Linked DNA regions of Mus musculus: regions 1 and 3 are each linked to region 2. The links are chromatin contacts, called in public Hi-C and HiChIP or PLAC-seq maps. All regions are on one chromosome and are shown on one strand. Each heading gives the region's core, a stretch centred on a gene start, on an enhancer-like site or on the middle of the called end of the contact. The rest is flanking DNA. Distances are from core to core; before and after follow the strand shown. Region 1 has its middle 21 kb from the start of 4930534H03Rik. Region 2 overlaps Tmpo (thymopoietin). Region 3 has its middle 50 kb from the start of 4930534H03Rik.

Region 1 (4,052 bases), core at 437-2,936, 83 kb after region 2:
TAATTTAAGAAAATCCAGGGCAGGAAAGCTGTAAATCTCAGCAGCTGTCTGGAAGAGGAGAATGGAGAAGGAAAAAAGCCACATAGTCTGAGTTAAGTGGGCTTGGAGGGCTATATGGCAGCTGGCAACCATGTGGCAGGGAGGCGGCTTTAAGGAAAGATTGAGGGAGTCCAGAGTACCAGAAACAAACAAACAAACAAAACAAAAACCCCAAACCAACCAACCAAAAAACAAACAAACAAAACTCCTCAGACGTACTTAGGTTCTGGCCAGTATCAGAAAGAAGGATACAGGAAAACGAGAAAGGAAAACGTGGGACTCAGAAAGGTGAACCCACCTAAGAGATGTCATGGCCATTTGTAGGTACCACATGTACTCAGGAATATTTCAGGGAAGAAAAAGTGCATTATTTCATTAAGTGACTGGTTATTCAGCCTATCTCTAGCATGGCTTCAGGGGGCCTGGCCTTTCTAACGGGTGTCGCACCTTCCTGAGGGATGGTCCCTAAGCCAGGAAAGTTACTCCTGCCCAACTGGGATATTAGGTCTCTGCCCAGGCTGGAGATTTCATTCCTTTTGACCAGAAGGGCCCAGTTTTCCCTTCCTGGGACTTTACTGCTGCTGTGGTGGTCTGTTAGCAGTCACTTAGGCTGATTCCAGAACGTAGCCATTGGGAATAGGGCTGCGAGAAACACACACGTGTAGGTATCTCTGTCCAGTGTGGTCTCGGAAGCATTCAGCTGGGCCATGTGGTGATTCTATTCTTAGTTTCCCGAGGAATGGCCGGCTGTTGGGTTTCATGGTGACTGGTCGACTTTATCTTCTCATCAGCAGGGTCTAAGGGTCCCACCCCCATCCTCAGCAAAGCTTGTGACTTTCTTCAAAGCTAGATACTCACATTCTGACTGGTGTGAGATGGAATTTCAATGGAATTTCCTGATAGCTAAGGATATTGAACATGTTTTTTTTTTTTTTTTTTCCAAATTTATCAGTCATCGGGTAAGCCATCTTTTGAGAACCGTCTCCTTTAAAATTTTGAACTTTTAATTTTTCTGATTTCCCTTCCTCTGTCTTAAAATGCCAAATTTCCTTTTAGACGAGAAAAGCAAAATAAAGAAAAAGTGTATTTTGTGCTGAGTGTTTTTCTGTTCCTTTTTAGCATCTTGTACTTCCTGGGGCTGCTGCTTTGGGTTGCAGTGCTGCTTGAGCACCACGTGAATTATGAAACAAACACAGGCCTGTTCTTTGATGACTTTGGGTATGTGAAGGGGAGACCAAAGGACCAGGAAGAAAAACAAAGACCAAAGAGAATTGGAATGCCTAGCCAATCTGTCTGAAAGACATGACACTAGCTTTGGAAGCTTGCACGGCAACTTTAACAGGAGACGCTTGGGTGGTTGATTTCCAGTCTCTAAGGCACACACATCCCTTATGTTTAGGACCACCCTAAAGAGAAGGACTGGGCGACACTAGTGATTTCTTTCAACAAGGTAGTGTAGAGGACAGAGAGTGCTTGTCACCATGCTAAATCCCCCGTTCTCCACCCAAGCACAGGAACTGGCATTTAAACCTGTCTGGCCCTGAGTCCTATCTGGTTTGGTTATTCTGGAAGGGTTTCTGTGTTCACACCCTTTCAACTAGTAGGCTCCAGGCTGTTGATTTCACATTCTTGGGCATCCTTCCAGCACCTCGCCCTCCGTGCACATACTGTGCGTGCTTTCTTCACTGAGGGACTCCAGGCAGGAAATATTTATTTTGGGTGTCTGTCTGAATTAAATGCAAAACGCTATATGTAATTTCTGCTTAGGTTCTAATACCTGAGGGATTCCAAAGGATGTCAAGTGTGCGTCTCCTGGGACATTCCTTCTCGGGGTCGGGGGGGGGGAGGCATGTGGAGTCAAGGAAATTTAATAATTCTCCTGCTGCATTGGAGTCCAGCTGCCAGGGCTTAAGCTGAAGGGGCTGCTCTGATTTCACGGGTCCTGCCTCAGATGGGATTGTCTCATTGGTTTGGCAAGAGCCTGCTGGATTTAAAGTGAAATGGAGCCGTGGACCCTGGAGACAGAAAAGGAAATTGCAAATGACAGCTGCAGAGTTCAATAGCAACATCTGGTCCAGAGGCCTCATCCAGGACTCCTGGTATGTGAGGAACGGGATCCATTGGCATCTAGCTGAGAGAGACTCCAAGGCTTGGCTTGATTTTCTTGCTGGCCTTGCTATCTTGCGCTGGGCAAGACTTTTCTAAGCCACAGTCTGGTAGCTTGTAAACAGATGCATAATAGTACCTTTCAGTTTCCTTTTTTTTCCTTTCTCCTCTTTCAATTTCCTTTAAAAAAAAAACAAACTTTTTTTTTTTTAAAAGCAATTTGTTAGCTACATGGACTCTAGCATACACATTTTCTTACAGGGTTGAATTTCCTGCAGGAAAAAGGCCTAGGAAGCATTTGGGATTACTGAAGAAAAGAAAAAGGATTAAAGATAACACTACCAAAATAAAATTTCAAGCCAGGTGGTGGTGGTGGTACACGCCTTTAATCCCAGCACTTGGGAGGCAGGCAGATCTCCCCAGCCTGATCTACAGAGTGAATTCCAGGATGGCCAGGGCTACACAGAAAAACCCTTTCTCTCACTGTAAAAGTTGAGGCAGGAAGATCAGAGGCTTTCAAGGTCATCCTTAGCTACATGGTAGCATACTGTAGCCCAGGCTGGACTGGACTGGAGTAGGGAGTTCATATAGCAACTCATTTTAAAGAAGAAACCAATGGTATGCAGTAAGGGCTATGCTACCAGACTCACCCAGAAGCCAATGCTACTGAAATTGCCCTCTCCTCCCCCACCCTCTGTCCTCCACCCCAAACAGGAAGGTTTATTGTGTGACTGGCCACTAGCAGGGCTCAATCTGCCTTTCAGATCCACTGGTTGTGTATGTGTGTGTGTGTGTGTGTGTGTGTGAAGATTTGTGGGAAGGAAGAGGGGGAAGAAGTGGGTACATATTTCCGCATATTTCCTTTCTTGGGCATTATATTCTGAGTTCACAGAATTTTCGTTCGAATTTTGAAGAAGTTGGGGTTATTAAGAAACAGAGAGTGGCAAGGGGAGGGTGTGGTTTTCTCAAGAGTAAGCTGCCCTGCTGGGCTTCGGAGTGACTGCTAGCTTCTTTTATGGGTGCATTTAATGGAAGGGAGCGCTATTCATGAGTTAACACAGGGGAGGGAATTCCAGAACCCAGTTGGGGTTTTCCAAGGGAAAACTTTACTCCTTTTCTCTTTCCTGATGTGGAGATTTTGGACGTGCAGGGCATCAGATGGAGCAGGCAGTTCTGCAAAGCTGATCATGATGTGCCAGCACGATGAAACGAAGGTGCTGTGTTGGTTCTCTCTAGTCCTGAGTTGTCTTGTGTCTTTCTCGTTTGAATGCTGCTATCATGTCTTCCTGTAAAACAGACGTGAACAGCCCTGATGGCAGTAGCTCTTGCCACCATGCATGCTGTCCCTCATCCCAGCACCTATCAAGTCTACCTCATTTCCTGCCTCAGACATCTCCATGCTTTATTCTTAAGGGGTTGAAGCGGGGGTGAAGGCCCATTGTTCATAGCTATTTCTAGCTGATGATGGGTTATTGATCCTGTATGGGATCAGGGGGTGAGGGACACTGCAGGTGACTTTGAAGTGGTTATGTGTCTTAGTCAGGGTTTCCATTGCTGCACAAAAGCATCATGACCAAGAAGCAAGTCGGGGAGGAAAGGGTTCACTCAGCTTACACTTCCACATTGCTGCTCATCACTAAAGGAAGTCAGGACTAGAACTCAAGCAGGGCAGGAACCTGGAGGCAGGAGCTGATGCAGAGGCCATGGAGGGCGTGCTGCTTACTGGGTTGCTTCCTCTGGCTTGCTCAGCTTGGCTTCTTATAGAACCCAGGACCACCAGCCCAGGGACGACACCACTCACAGTGGTCTGGGCCCTCCTCATCCTTGATCAGTAATTTAAGAAAATGCCTTACAACTGGATCTCCTTTCTCTGTGATAACTCCAGCTTGTGTCAAGTTGACGCACAA
Region 2 (3,857 bases), core at 46-2,545:
GACCAACAGCTGAACTATTAATTAATTTTAATAGTTTTGAAGGAAATTCATATTTCCTGAAATGATCAGTAGGAAGGCTACAACATCATTTATGAAGTATTCTTTTCAAAGAAACTGAACCCAAACCCAGACCAACCCTTTAGGGCTAAGCTGTCCAATACAGTAGTCACCAGCTCCATAGTTCTATTTAAATAGATAGGAGTCCATAGTCTAACTCTAACAGTTAAAACGAGACTACTCCAGAACTGACAAACATTTTTATTGTGACTACAAAAGGAAAAAAGGCCCAAGTCTCTGCACTGCCACATGCAGGTCTAGCCCCAGTATGCCAGATTACACAGGGTATCAAGAAACAGATAAAACCCTTGAAAACCACCTGCCACCTGCAGCAAGCAGGAAATACCGACATGGTTAACTACGGTCGCCAAACGGAGGACGGAGAAACAGCCACGGTGGGAATTAGTATAGACGTATTGTTCAGACTCAACTTAATTATGCAGTAAACCATTTTTTGGCCAGGATTGGTGGTACACTCCTGTAGTCCTGTAAAGGGTCAGGAGAACAGGACCCTGCCTCTCCCCTCCGATCACACGGAAGGAAGGAAGCAGGACCTGTCGGTGCACAACTGGGATCCCATCTCTGTAATCCCATCTCTCAGGAAGCAGAAAGCTCTACAAGTTAGAGACCAGCCTGGTCAGGCAGGCCAGGGCTTCATTGTGAAGTACTGTTTCAAAAACACCACAGAAACCAGAGGCAGACAGAACATGGAAAAGATAGATGAACAACAAACTGACACATTTTCAAGCTAACGAGTAAAGATGAGGAAAAGAACCTAGGGTGTGGAGGCTAAATCAGAGCCAGTCATTTCCCTCTGTAAAAGAAGGTCTTTATTGATGCCTATGCTCATTCTCTCCCCAGTTTTCTTTTGAAAACTCTACCTTGCCCTTCCTGTCCCATCCCCCCAAAAGAGGAAATTGTCATTTTAAATAATGTACCATACTAGCTAGCTTCAGAGTGTTAAGAAGCTACAAATAAAGGAAATTCAACTGAGAAATCTAGACACAAATGAAACTTTCCCGAGCTTTCAAAGTTGCATCAAAAAGGGTGCATTTTATCTTCTAAAGCAATCATCTCAAGAGGAAGAAGCAGGAGGGTGGAAGGCTGGCCTGCCATACCCGAGACCCCAGGTTCAAAACTGCTGCGCCCAAATCAGAAACAGGCAGCATGACTAATGCTAGACTACTTAAATCCAATAAACAACGGAGGCTATGCTGATGACACATCTCACAAAGTATGTGCCCCACACCACTCAACCATGAATCCAGTCAGTGGGGTGAGCAGGCTGCACGGCGTGTGTGCACCAAAGGTCAAGACATGGGGTGGATGATACTAGTCAGATGACACACCTGGACACGGGGATCATAAAACTACAAATACCTGATTGTGCTCAGTCCTTCTCTGCTTCAGTGTGACTGGCGTCTTGGCTCTGCCCTTTAGCGGCTCCCTCTTCTCAAGCTTCAGCTCTATTTTAGAGTCTGGAAATAACATCGAGGAAATCATTATTCATTGGAACGCTGGAGTCACGTTTTTACTAACAGTACTGGTCGTAGGCACATTAGTACATGTGACGATCTGTTTAATTTTAATACCTCACCAGAGAAAAAGATGTTTAGTAAGATTTATCTTAAACCCTTTCATAGAAAACAGAACAGGCTGAACATACACTCTTATAAACTTAGTTCCTCCCCCCTTTTTAAAAAAATATCCAGTACCAGTGTTTAATCTGGCTACTTCTCCCTACTTACTCTTTTCCATTCTCCCCACCCCTAGACTGGGATTTTAACTGGGATTAAAGGGTTTTCAAGCTGGCTGACCCTGGGGAGGCATTTTCATTAAAAACCAAGGCAAACTTGGAAGTGACAACCATTCTGTCCTTGTAATACATTACTGCTGTATGACAAAGGTTACCTATTAAAATATCACAAGAGGGAGAATTTTAAAAGTGGAAAAGATTGTGTGACACCAACCACTTAATAATTAACGGTAACTTCCAATGATGTGACCGCACTGCTTTAATGTTAATGATGACTCTCCTTAATTACGGGCTCTAGTTCAGTAGCAGACCATATGTAGGCTCCATCCCTAGCACCAAAATAATAAATGAAATTATAAAGTCTCTTACAGTTATTAACCCAATAGTGTAAACATTAAAAAATAAAAATTAAAAAAAAAAAGGCTGAGTATTCTAATTCTTTTAACCTTGGCCTTATCGTAATTCGAAGACCTATACAGACTCTTAAAAAAAGTAGAACTTCCCATCAGCGTGAACATCTGTAACCCCAGCCCCTGGAGCTGCAGGCACCAGAGGACCTCTAGTCCAAGGCTAGCACATCCTACAAAGTGGGACTGTCTCAACAAAACAGGAACTGTTTTCTACTTTTGTGGTCATTTACCATAGCAAGACAGGTCTAGAAATTGGCTTTCTTAGCAAAGAAACAAGAGAGTCAATTCCTAAGGCTTAATTTTATACAAGCTTAATGAAGCAATGCTTCAAACCGATCAAGAGAACTCTGTGACTTTGCTGGCCTTCCAGTCTAACCCTAGTTAATCATATATACCTGCCATTCTCCCTCCCTCTGGATAGTGATTTTTAACTAAAATAGTTCAAACAGGTCAATGAAGACCAAGCAACCAACTCCATCCCCAACACTGTCACCAGATCTATGACTGTCATCTGCATTTGGTATACTCCTCTGCATTATAAAAGCTACTTTTGTTCTTGCTTAACTCAGAAGAATCTAAGAAACCTCAGACAACATAGAGCAAAGTAAATAAATAAATACCTATTAGCAAGGAGAAACTGATTGATTAGACAAACTATGTGGCTACAAATTAAGTTCTTGTCCAAATTTAGATTTTACAGACAATTAAATACATAGTCCTTAAATAGTGAGGAGGACATGTGGTAAGTAGAATATTCCCTGTCACTACTGGGATGTTTCCATGAGGAAATGGCAAAGGCATGTTCATCCACATATATTCAGCTTGTTCAAACTCCAAGAATAAAGCACACATAAAACATGTTTCTGGAGACCACACAAAACTGTTCAAATTTAACAACTTTATTGAATTTGTAGAAGCATTCTACAGGCATACATTGCTTTAAAAAAAAAAATCACACAGCACTTCACAGGTACATGTATACATGTACATTTTAAAGACAAGTAACAGGGCTGTAGCGATGGACTGTGCAGCCTAAGAACATGGTAGTGGTAGACATGGACACCGAGACCGTATTTGATTGTGCCTGAGACTGTTTTCCACAGCATCTCGACAGCTAGGATTCCTTACCTTACAACCATACAAATGAAAACAGGGTGATACATTGCTTCATACAGACACAGACATTAGGGTATAGTAAAAATTCTTAAGGTTTTTAGAAAACATCTTGTTGGTTTTAGCATCCAGATCTATGTAGGACATATAAAATACCTTTAAATACATGTAGAAAATAAAAAAGCCCCACCTTTGTAGTGTCTTGTTTATCTAACAAAATAGCCATGTTGAGTGAAGATGAGGTATACCAGAACTCCACTTACCATCCCTTGCTGTGTTCCTCAAGTGTGGTCCATGTACTTGTATAACTAGGAATTGTTTGTTGGCTACCTCCTCTATCAGACATAAAACTGTACACTGCCTTGTCTATTCGATTATTAAAAATGTGCATAAATGTGTTTGTGTTTATACATACATACAGGTATACAATTTACCTCTTATTTGTTTACAAAGTATCTCTAGATTTAAACTCTTATTACACTTTCTTAAGTGGCTCTGAACTCAGTCACGTGCACGCCAAG
Region 3 (3,944 bases), core at 1,046-3,545, 110 kb after region 2:
TTTGGTTCCCATAACATTTATTGATAATTGCTATTGTAGTTGTATCACCATTGACCACTAAGTCTTGTTTCTCATTTTATTTGGAATTCAGAAGAACACGGGGCTATCTACTGGGCTCTCTAAAATCCAACAGTTCTCAGGCCTTGAAAAAAAAATTGCAAATTTTTTTGAAGCAGAATCTGTCCTTGCCCTCAGGGGTCTTGTAAGTTCCTAACTTGAAATTTGGCTCTACCAGCATAATATGGGATGGAAGCTTTAAGAGGTAACCAAAGTCTTTGGACTCTGCTAGTAATAAATAGGTGGCCCTCTCTCCTTTATAAAAGAAGGCCCTTTGTCATTGTCACTGTGGCAGTCTCCCAGGGCACATGGACCAGTCTTTGCCTGCCCTAGGCATAGACCACAGGCTCATATCTGGGAGGATGATATGATATGATATGATATGATATATGATCAAGAGATTTGGTTTTCAGCCCAATGTATCAGGCCCAGTGCTATGTTTGGATAGAATTGTGAGCTTAAGGCTGGCTCATTACCCACCTCCCACTGTGTGTGTGTGTTTGCTAGAGGACAGTGTTGTTGCTTATAAGCCACAAGTCTTGGTTTTGTGTTTGTTTTGTTTTTTGAGACAGGGTCCCTCGCTGGCCTGGATCTAGCTCGTCCCTGCCTCTCCAGAGCTGGGAACGCAAGCTTGGGCTTGTGTTTCTGGAGATTAAACTCAAATCTCTCACAGTTAGGAGGCACTTTTTGGACTGAGCCATCTCCTTATCCTACTAGAATCATCTGGATTGTTCTCTCAACTCTGAGGCCTGTGTGTAGGGTTTTTCTTTTATACCATTCTTGATCTTAGAAAACCTGTGGACTAGTGAGACAACCAGTTGTTGTAGTGAGTGGTCAGGCAGGTGTACAAGAGGCAAGAGAAGCAGCCAGGGGAGAGATTTCTTCTCCTGCCTCAGGGGCCAGTGGGGGTTAGCCCTGACCTCTTTAGGGTTAGCATGGTAGACATTTCAAATTGTTTTCAAAAACAAGATGAGGGCTGGAGAGATGACTTAGTGGTTAAGAATATGTATTATTCTTCCCAAGGACCTGAGTTTGATTCCCAGCACTTACCTTGGGTAGTTCACAGCCATCTGTAACTCCTGCTCCTAGGAAAACTGACTCCTCTGGCCTCTGTGGGCACGCTTACATGCATACACCTACCCACACACACAATTTTAAAAATAATAAAAAATCCTAAAAAGACGAATATAAAAATCTGAATACACACACACACACACACACACACACACACACACACACGCACACGCACACGCACACACACACACCATCATCATCGCAATTACTTCTAGTTTTGGACTTAGCATGGTAAATGAAGAGCTTATTTAAATATTTTTCACAAGAATTTCTCACTGTTTTTCCTATCTCCCAAATTGCTACTTTTTTTTTTTTTTTTTTTTTTTTAAAGACTATCAATTTCTTGGCGGTGGTGGCACCAGCTTTTAGTCCTAGCACTTGAGAGGCAGAGGCAGGCGAAGTTTGAGGTCAGCTTGGTCTACAGAGTGAGTTCCAAGGCAGCCAGGGCTGAGCTGCACTGAGGAACCCTGCCTTGAAAAACCAAAAGACTATAAATTTCTCTCTGGTAAGTAGTTTTCAAGGTGACCATGCAGGGACAAGGGTCTTAATAGCTTCGGATGGGGTTGAAGGCCTGTGGTGGAAGTGCTGTGAGCTAGCAGGAAGAGGAGACAGCCAAGGCCAAGCGTGGGGGTGGGGGAGAGTGGGCGAGCGTGTGTGTGTGTGTGTGTGTGTGTGTGTGTGTGTGTGTGCCTAGGAGGGACCTGGTGCAAGCAGGAGACCCCGCCCACATCTGGAGGCCCCAGGCAGGATCCTCTTGGCACTTGGTGTAAAAGGCAGAGGCCCCACTGCTATTTTTTCGGTGAGCGAGCCTGGTGAGGGAGGCTCCCCCGTGCGCCACCTGCAGGCAGGAAGTCCGCAGGACCTAGAGAGGAGACCTACGGGCTTTACGTGAGATATGGGGAGGTCTCTGACATCTCAGGCTCCCTTTCCCTGTCGGTAAAATGACAGCCCCGTTTCATGTTAATCCAAAATGGATTTGTTTGTCAACTGTAAAGTATATTTCACACCATCATGCATTTATTCCACATCATGTGGCATGTTCTGAAGTTGTATAAAACCAGGAAGAAGCCAGGCAGGTCACAAAAATGCAGAACAAAGGGAGGTTCAGACTGAAATCAAATAAGGATGTGGAGAGCTTGTGCCTGTTGTTCTCTCCGGGGCCCCACAGCCTGAGGTTACATGACAGCTGGGCTGTAGTGGTGCCTGCCTTTAGATCCTATCACCTGGGTGGCTCTGGTCTCAAAAACAAAACAAAACAACAACAAACCAACCAACCAACCAAACAAACAAAAAGGAAAAGAAGACCATAGGTTTATGTTAGTTCATGTCGGTGTGACAGTACTTATCTTTTTTTCTCTTCCTCCCTTTATCCTCATCTCCCTTCCTCCAACCCCCCTTCCCTCCCGCCTCCCCTCCCATACTTATCCATTCTGTGACGATCATGATGCTAGCACATTGTGAAGGCTTACCAAACAAACCTTAATAACTGTTCCAACACACATCTGTTAATTTTATGCTTAATCAATTCACTTCACTTAATTCCAACTCAGTTAAATTAAATTTGGTTCAAAAAACAATTTTTGAGCGTTTGTCAGGTGCCAGGGGTCCAAGGACAGCCAAGAAACTGACTTGTCCCGTTAGTGCTTCACTGTGCTGTCATTCCCGCATCTGGCCACTTGGTGGCAGTGTGTCACAGAAAATGCTTATTTGTGGGGCTGGTTGTGTGGCGCCTCCCCCAGGCCTAAGGCTCCGAGATTGTTGCTCCTTGCTTGGATTTGTTTAATACACACTTCCAAATTGAACAGACAGCTGGTATTATAGCCATGCGTGTGCCGTGTATGTGCTTAATTATACTGTGGAATTAAATTCAAAAGGGTGAGAATGTGGTTACATGTGTATGCTTCCAAAGTCTGTGTGGAGTTCACAGCTTTTGCCTGGGGCTCAGTCAGTGACAGGGACGCCACAGAGAAAGCCGAGGGAAGCCTCAAACCCAGCGGCAGGTGGTTATCAGCAGGCAATAGTGAGAATTTGCTTCCCCAGGCCACCTGAGGTTCCCTTTCCCACCGCCTGCTGCCTTGGTTCAGCTGCCCAGCCTCGATTCATTTCCTCTGCTTCAAGACGGCTGGGCCATTAGGGAGCCCAGAATCATGACCTTCGTCTTCACACCTCCCAGGATCTCTGACTTTTCTCTGTCTGCTGAAGTCACCCTGAAAACCTGTACTTGCAATGCAGGGCATGTTCCTCCGGAAAGTCATTCATTTGCTAGTTTCAGCGTTAATGACATCTAGGGATGTTTTTCATAGTGAAATCTCAGGTTCAGGAAAGGCCAATGGGAAAAATCACAATAGCAGAAAGATCTCAAGGTTCTTCCCCACAGCATCGTCAGCAGTCCGGGATGGGGCGGGGGTATTTGTCGGTGCAGGACAGACCCTTGTTGGGCACTCATTGCTTTCCACCAGGCTCTTTCCTTCCCAAGGAACGTCAAAGGGGAATCACTTACAAATTTCTCATTCTCGTTGAGTTGAATTTGCTTCCTGTAGGTTTCAACGGTTGTTCCTTATTCTTTCTTCTAGAGACATACAGGCAGCACCATAGGTCTTGTTAAATTATTGTACAACCTGAGCCTATCTGTCTGAGGAGGGCCAGAGACTCTGCGTCTCTAACAGGCTCCCAGAGAATATTCATGCCCCTACTGGGTCAGGAGCTACACTGTGAAGGTCCTGGAAGAAAATTCTTTGAGGTTTGAAATGGTTCCTGGCCGGGAATTCTGGCATTAGCCGCTAGCTCTGTGACTGTGGAGAACTTATTCACAT

The links. A called contact is a pair of places that touch in the nucleus more often than the background predicts. HiChIP or PLAC-seq counts read pairs in DNA pulled down with a chosen protein or histone mark.
Region 1: a contact with region 2 is called in a KLF4 HiChIP or PLAC-seq map of embryonic fibroblasts, with 17 read pairs. The contact joins two enhancer-like sites. A contact is called at or near these places in 7 of 39 promoter capture datasets (the 3T3-L1 cell line, the HPC-7 cell line, frontonasal cranial neural crest and 3 more), 1 of 15 datasets of contacts at CTCF or cohesin (the NIH/3T3 cell line), 77 of 484 Hi-C or Micro-C datasets (the AML12 cell line, B cells, the Ba/F3 cell line and 50 more), 15 of 115 datasets of contacts at active chromatin or transcription factors (bone marrow-derived dendritic cells, bone marrow-derived macrophages, cardiomyocytes and 9 more) and 4 of 9 other capture datasets (adipose tissue, embryonic stem cells, liver and 1 more).
Region 3: a Hi-C map of Th1 cells shows a contact between it and region 2, with 5 times the contacts expected there. The contact joins two enhancer-like sites. A contact is called at or near these places in 1 of 39 promoter capture datasets (the C10 cell line), 13 of 484 Hi-C or Micro-C datasets (the Ba/F3 cell line, CD4 T cells, the N1E-115 cell line and 9 more), 1 of 115 datasets of contacts at active chromatin or transcription factors (the SCID.adh cell line) and 2 of 9 other capture datasets (adipose tissue and liver).

Annotation. Positions count from the first base shown.
Region 1 is chr10:91,239,770-91,243,821 of GRCm38.p6, forward strand. No RefSeq gene overlaps it. Among named protein-coding and RNA genes, the nearest start is that of 4930534H03Rik, 21 kb to the left of the region's middle. Within about 2 kb of position 1,687, at least 127 of the 459 cell types and tissues checked have an H3K27ac peak or open chromatin away from gene starts, as enhancers often do. A contact at or near this core is called in the C2C12 cell line, the C3H10T1/2 cell line, adipose tissue and 7 more, where this site is marked.
Region 2 is chr10:91,157,311-91,161,167 of GRCm38.p6, forward strand. Tmpo (thymopoietin) reads right to left here. Exons shown (of 4, transcript NM_011605.3): 4 at 3,107-3,857. Among named protein-coding and RNA genes, the nearest start is that of Tmpo, 12 kb to the right of the region's middle. Within about 2 kb of position 1,296, at least 99 of the 459 cell types and tissues checked have an H3K27ac peak or open chromatin away from gene starts, as enhancers often do. A contact at or near this core is called in the C2C12 cell line, the C3H10T1/2 cell line, Th1 cells and 11 more, where this site is marked.
Region 3 is chr10:91,268,541-91,272,484 of GRCm38.p6, forward strand. No RefSeq gene overlaps it. Among named protein-coding and RNA genes, the nearest start is that of 4930534H03Rik, 50 kb to the left of the region's middle. Within about 2 kb of position 2,296, at least 110 of the 459 cell types and tissues checked have an H3K27ac peak or open chromatin away from gene starts, as enhancers often do. A contact at or near this core is called in Th1 cells, adipose tissue, double positive thymocytes and 2 more, where this site is marked.